Regions from separate parts of the Mus musculus genome. Here region 1 is linked to region 2. The links are chromatin contacts, called in public Hi-C maps. All regions are on one chromosome and are shown on one strand. Each heading gives the region's core, a stretch centred on a gene start, on an enhancer-like site or on the middle of the called end of the contact. The rest is flanking DNA. Distances are from core to core; before and after follow the strand shown.

Evidence for each region. A called contact is a pair of places that touch in the nucleus more often than the background predicts.
Region 1: a contact with region 2 is called in a Hi-C map of regulatory T cells, with 7 times the contacts expected there. The contact joins the enhancer-like site here to the promoter of Smim13 in region 2. A contact is called at or near these places in 1 of 39 promoter capture datasets (cranial neural crest), 1 of 484 Hi-C or Micro-C datasets (regulatory T cells) and 3 of 115 datasets of contacts at active chromatin or transcription factors (double positive thymocytes, microglia and pancreatic cancer cells).

What each region holds. Positions count from the first base shown.
Region 1 is chr13:42,094,465-42,097,294 of GRCm38.p6, forward strand. All of the region lies in intron 2 of Hivep1 (human immunodeficiency virus type I enhancer binding protein 1), which reads left to right. Among named protein-coding and RNA genes, the nearest start is that of Hivep1, 44 kb to the left of the region's middle. Within about 2 kb of position 1,562, at least 114 of the 459 cell types and tissues checked have an H3K27ac peak or open chromatin away from gene starts, as enhancers often do. A contact at or near this core is called in double positive thymocytes, microglia and regulatory T cells, where this site is marked.
Region 2 is chr13:41,248,222-41,251,282 of GRCm38.p6, forward strand. It overlaps Smim13 (small integral membrane protein 13), which reads left to right and starts at 1,623. Exons shown (of 2, transcript NM_001135577.2): 1 at 1,623-2,093. The coding sequence starts at 2,018.

The DNA of each region.
Region 1 (2,830 bases), core at 312-2,811, 850 kb after region 2:
TTGTGTGTCTCCTGTAGTCCATCCATGGTCTCAGACATCAGAACTGCCTTTTGAGATGAACCTAAGATGTCTTTCTTTGTCAAGAACCAGAAATGAGCCTCAGATCGTCCTTGTCACACTCACTGTATTATGTCGTCTCAGCTTGCTCCCTCCTCTTGTTCTTTAGCTCAACACAAGGGATTCCTCCCCGGTGGGTCACTTGGTGGCCCTCTAGGCCCCAGTGCTGTGATGTAGCCAGTGCTGTGATGTAGCCGGTGCTGTGATGCAGCCGGTGCTGTGATGCAGCCGGTGCTGTGATGCAGCCGGTGCTGTGATGCAGCCGGTGCTGTGATGCAGCCGGTGCTGTGATGCAGCCGGTGCTGTGATGCAGCCGGTGCTGTGATGCAGCCGGTGCTGTGATGCAGCCGGTGCTGTGATGCAGCCGGTGCTGTGATGCAGCCGGTGCTGTGATGCAGCCGGTGCTGTGATGCAGCCGGTGCTGTGATGCAGCCGGTGCTGTGATGCAGCCGGTGCTGTGATGCAGCCGGTGCTGTGATGCAGCCGGTGCTGTGATGCAGCCGGTGCTGTGATGCAGCCGGTGCTGTGATGCAGCCGGTGCTGTGATGCAGCCGGTGCTGTGATGCAGCCGGTGCTGTGATGCAGCCGGTGCTGTGATGCAGCCGGTGCTGTGATGCAGCCGGTGCTGTGATGCAGCCGGTGCTGTGATGCAGCCGGTGCTGTGATGCAGCCGGTGCTGTGATGCAGCCGGTGCTGTGATGCAGCCGGTGCTGTGATGCAGCCGGTGCTGTGATGCAGCCGGTGCTGTGATGCAGCCGGTGCTGTGATGCAGCCGGTGCTGTGATGCAGCCGGTGCTGTGATGCAGCCGGTGCTGTGATGTAGCCGGTGCTGTGATGTAGCCGGTGCTGTGATGTAGCCGGTGCTGTGATGTAGCCGGTGCTGTGATGTAGCCGGTGCTGTGATGTAGCCGGTGCTGTGATGTAGCCAGTGCTGTGATGTAGCCAGTGCTGTGATGTAGCCAGTGCTGTGATGTAGCCAGTGCTGTGATGTGCCATTGGTGTTGAAGTGGCTGGGAGTGTTGCCCTAAGACCTGGGCTTAGAACTTGACCTCGAGGGGTGAAGTAAAGATCTCGTTACCACATCTTTGAAAAAAATTGTGGTTTTCATTATTAGAAAAACTGCATTTCCTGTAGCTGGATTAAATGCCTTTATATTTTGCAGCTTTAAGGATTTCATTTTAAACTACATGTGTATTTACATGCCGGTTTGTGGATATGTGTATAGGTGTGCAGATGCCCAAGTGGGTAAGAGCCGTCAGATGCCCTCGAACTGGATTTACAGATGACGGTGAGCCTCCTGACATGAGTGCTAGGAACCAACCTCAGGTCTTCTGCAAGTGTTCTGTGCTCTCAACCACTGAGCCCGCCCACCCGACTCCAGCACCCGCCCCGCAGACCAGGAGACTTTCCGTGCAGCTGCTTTAGTCCACATGTCCTCAGAGGTGGCAAGGGAGGCAGTCTCTGCAGTGACCTATTTCCCTTGGTGTTTCAGAACGGAGTGTGAGAGACAAGGGGCATGGCTTGTTACTGATCTCTACTGTGGTGTGTGGACAGGACTGTTTGGTGCTCTGTCTAGTCAAATTGTACTGAGTCTTAAAAAAAATTGTATTCTTACTGACAGTTTCTGGTTCACTGGAAAGTTGTGTTTCCTGTTGTAAGGTTTGTGGAAGGTCAGAGCAGCAGCAGCAGTAGACAGAGGTGAACAGTGAGGAGAAGAGGCCCATGGGAAGGGGAAGCACCAAGTTCAGTGAGTTCGCCATGCTGCGTGCTGACAGAGCATACAGTGCCTGCCTGTCTCCTGTGGAGAGACCAGCAGAGGAGTCCCAAGCCCTCCCTCACTAGGCACTGGCTCACAGTGAAGAGGCTCTCAGGGGCTTAGAAAAGGGAGAACCTTGCCTTGACTACAGCCAGGGAGGCAGCAGGGTGCTGCAGCTGAAGGTTATGTGTGTATGTATGGAGAGAGAAGAACAACGACTTTCCTTTTGCGGCCCTATCAACTCCCCTGCGATGAGGAAGGCATGGGAGTGTAGGAGAGAAGCCGCTGTGCTGGCCCGTGGCTTTCAGCCTCAGCACAGATGCAGGGGGTGAGCATCTTGATACCAGCACACTACTTGTTGGCTATTTAAGGGCAACATTATTTTTTTCTCTGATCAAGCTTCTCACTAGAACAGTAACATTTAAGGGGCGTACATTTTCATTAACCTCACGCAGAAATGTGAGCCCCCAATGGTTAGTACCAGGAAAATGGGTCATCTTGCCTTTTCCTGTCCAAGGAGAGAGAACTGCACTTGAAAGCTAATGACTTTTGTGTTCTCATAGCTCTCAGCTCTCAGCAGTGCATAAAAAGTGCCTGTTTGGCATTCATTTACTTATCTGTCAATGTTGGTGGCAGTCTGAAGTGTTCTATAGTGTTATACTTGGTTCAGTCATTTGCCTGAGGAGCCCCTAAAAACTAGCTTGATCCGAGGGTTTGTGCTTTAGGAAGAACAGTATGATGTCCCTTGCTCCCTTCATGGCAGAAGAAATGACACTGTGTTCATCTATATTCATTGAAGAAGAATTGGAAGGTCATATACTCACAAGAATCGGTCATTCATAATAGTTCATGTATATATGTATATGTGTATATATATATATGAAGCTACATGTGCATCTATACATAAACATTTACACATATTTGTATAAATATGTACATATGTGTGTAAATGTGTAAAGTGTGCAGCACAGCTGACATGGTGTGGTATGGCACACTTTTCTGGTTTCCCACACTGTT
Region 2 (3,061 bases), core at 373-2,872:
CAGACTTGAGGGGTTGGAAGGGAGGTCAAGTTTATCTGGCTCTTGGGGGCTGCACACACCGCTCTTCCTATGTAGACGCTCTTCCTGTAGGTCTTTCCATGGTTGGATTTTTCACTCAGGACTCAGATCAGATGTTACTTCCTCAGGAAGTTCTTTCTCGATGACTACAATCTCAACACCCCCATGTTCGCCACAGTGCTTTACTTATTTTCATTGGGGATTTGCAATCCTTGCACACCCCTATTTATGTTATTGTCTGTATTGCCATGACTTTTTTTTAAAGATTTATTTATTATTATACATAAGTACACTCTAGCTGTCTTCTGACAGAAGAGGACATCGGATCTCATTACGGATGGTCATGAGCCATCATGTGGTTGCTAGGATTTGAACTCAGGACCTTCGGAAAGGGCAGTCAGTGCCATCTCACCAGCCCCTGCCATGGCTTTATCCTTGGCACCTCAAAGAAGTCCAGAGCACACAGAAGTGTTTGTTGTATGTGAATGAAAGAGAAGGTAAAAAGGTCTGGATTCTTCCTGATTTCTTTTGAACTAGATCTATTCAAATGTATTCCTTTCAACCAGATTGTAAATCAAACGTGCTCCGTTATGCAAGTGAGTTGGATCATCTGCTAAAAATGAATAAGTTGATTTCTAAATTTATTGCATCGAGCTCAACTCTCTCCACAGGAACTGTATATTAAATCTTGCGCAAAGCCAGTAATGCCTTGATGTATTTTTATGCTGCGTCTTAGCTGGAAAGCAGTTTACACAGTAGGGCATCTGGGAATGGCTAGCACAGAGTTGCAGTGGAAGGCGAAAGCCTTGATTTCTCAGGGAGGAAAGGGCTGATCACCTCTTGCGTTAACAGATGTGGCAGAACTGGGAGTTTTAATTTCAAATAGAAAAAAAGGACTTGAGATAAATACCTTGTTTTTCAGAAGTTAGTTCAAGCAAATGTGGCAAAACCTTTGGCTGTTGGCCAGATGTTGCTTGAATTAAAGGAGACAACAGAACGAAACTTGCTAAACAGGTAGGTGAATTAAGAGCACAGATGTCTCTAAGTCACTCACCAGTTACTTCTGAAGCGTACTATCTGTGAAAACACAACACAACATCTGTTGCTGGGGGAGGGGGAAGGCTTTCCAGATTCTGACGTCAGGGGACTTATTTCCTCACAAGTAACTAACCTTTGCCGGGAGCAATAGGTTGGGTTCAAGTACAACCTGTTTTTCAGGCAACAGCCATCCTCTTTTCCCTTTTGCTCACTAAAACCAATTTTGTATTTGAATTAACGGCTGAAATGTAACTGGCACCTCGGCAGGGAGACAGTCCGACGCACAGTCTTGAGAACAAGAATCAGCAGTCTCTAAGTTGGAGGTGGCGGCTCAAGAACACCAAAGGCACAGGGGACGGGAAAGGAGAGCAAGGAGAAGCCGGAGCAGCGTTGACTCCTGGGAGTGGTAGTTCGTTGCTGGGCGGAGACCTGGAGCTCTCGCCGATCTTTGCACTACATTACCCAGCAGGCCTCGCGCAGCGGCTGAGTCGCTGCGGAGTGGGTGCTTGGTGATGAGCTACCGCGGGGGAGGGGGCGGGGAGCGGAGGAGCAGCTGCAGCGGCCTCGGGGAGTGGTTGACATCTGGCGTCTCCGAGGGAGGAGGGGGACCTCGAGTGAGCTGCAGCCAGGGCCTGGCGTTCGCCGCGCCACCTCCAGATCACTCTTTCCCCGCCTCGACGTCCGCCATGGCAGCGCGTCCGTCCGTCGCCGGCCTCTCCGCTCGCCGTGGCTCCGGCTCCCCGGAGCGATGAGGAGGCGGTAGTGGCGTCCCAAGGCCCGCTCCACCAGCGACTCGGTCGCCCCGGCCGGGGGCAGGTCTGAGGGCCGGTCCCGTCGCGGCCCGCCCCCGCACCGCCAAGTTCCGCCCCCTGGGGGCGCTGCCCTCGGGCACCCGCGGTCCATGCCGCCCCGCCGCTCTGCCGCCCGCCGCTGAGCCCGCGCCCACCCCCCAGCTCTCAAAATGTGGCACAACGTGGGGCTGACCCTGCTGGTGTTCGTGGCCACGCTGCTGATCGTCCTGTTGCTGATGGTGTGCGGTGAGTGGGGGGTAACGCCGGGGGCGGTCGGGAAAGCTCGCGTGGACAAGTGTCCACGGTGATCACCTCGGTGGTCTCGGTGGCCACCGGGCTCCCAAGACCGAGTTTAGAGGAGTCATGCCTCTTGCTCAGGGCAGGTCGCCCGGGCATCACGAACCTTCAGGCTCAGCGAACCTTCAGGTCTGGCATCCTGACTCGAGGTAGAAGCACGTTTCTGCTTCCCCGGCAGGTTTGTCCTTGGTTGCCATAATGCCACAGCCTACCCAGATCTTTCACCGTGGCCTGTATTCGAAGGAGCAGTGATCGGTTTCATCTTTTTATTTGGATGTTCTGAACCTAGTGAGAGATTTCATCACCTTTTGGGTTTCCAGCGCACGTGAAGCTGTTTGTTTACTTCCAAGTTCAGGCTTTAACCAAATTCCCAGCCTACTTGATAATGGGCAGAGCCAAAAAAAAAAAAAAAAAAAAAAAAAAAAAAAAAAAACACCACTGGCGGTAATAAACTTCCAGGGTCAGGGAACCTTATCTTGGTTCTGCTGTCCTGGGGCTGTTTGGTCTGCTGCTGTGTACTTCTCTTCCCAGGAGGGAAGGAACGTTAAACTGTTCTCATGGCGTGTTTTCCATCCCTCTTAATTCGTTATGCACATAGCTGATAACCACAGGTCTCAGCCAGGAGACTGAACAATTGTGAGAGTTTGGAGAGTATTTCAAATAAATGACAGTAAGCACTGGTATTTAGAAGACCAAGTATGGGTTTGAAGTGATGGAGTATTGGGTTAAAATTTTATAAATACTGTAAAGCTTATTCTTACATAGTTAATGCTCAGTCCAGTAGCTATATTTGGAAAGATATGCACTTACATATTTAGACACCTATATGTGTATTTAAATTTTGTCAGTAATGCTGACTGAACCGAAGGCTTCACATATGCTCAGCACATGTTGAACTACATACAGAGCTAGTCCCA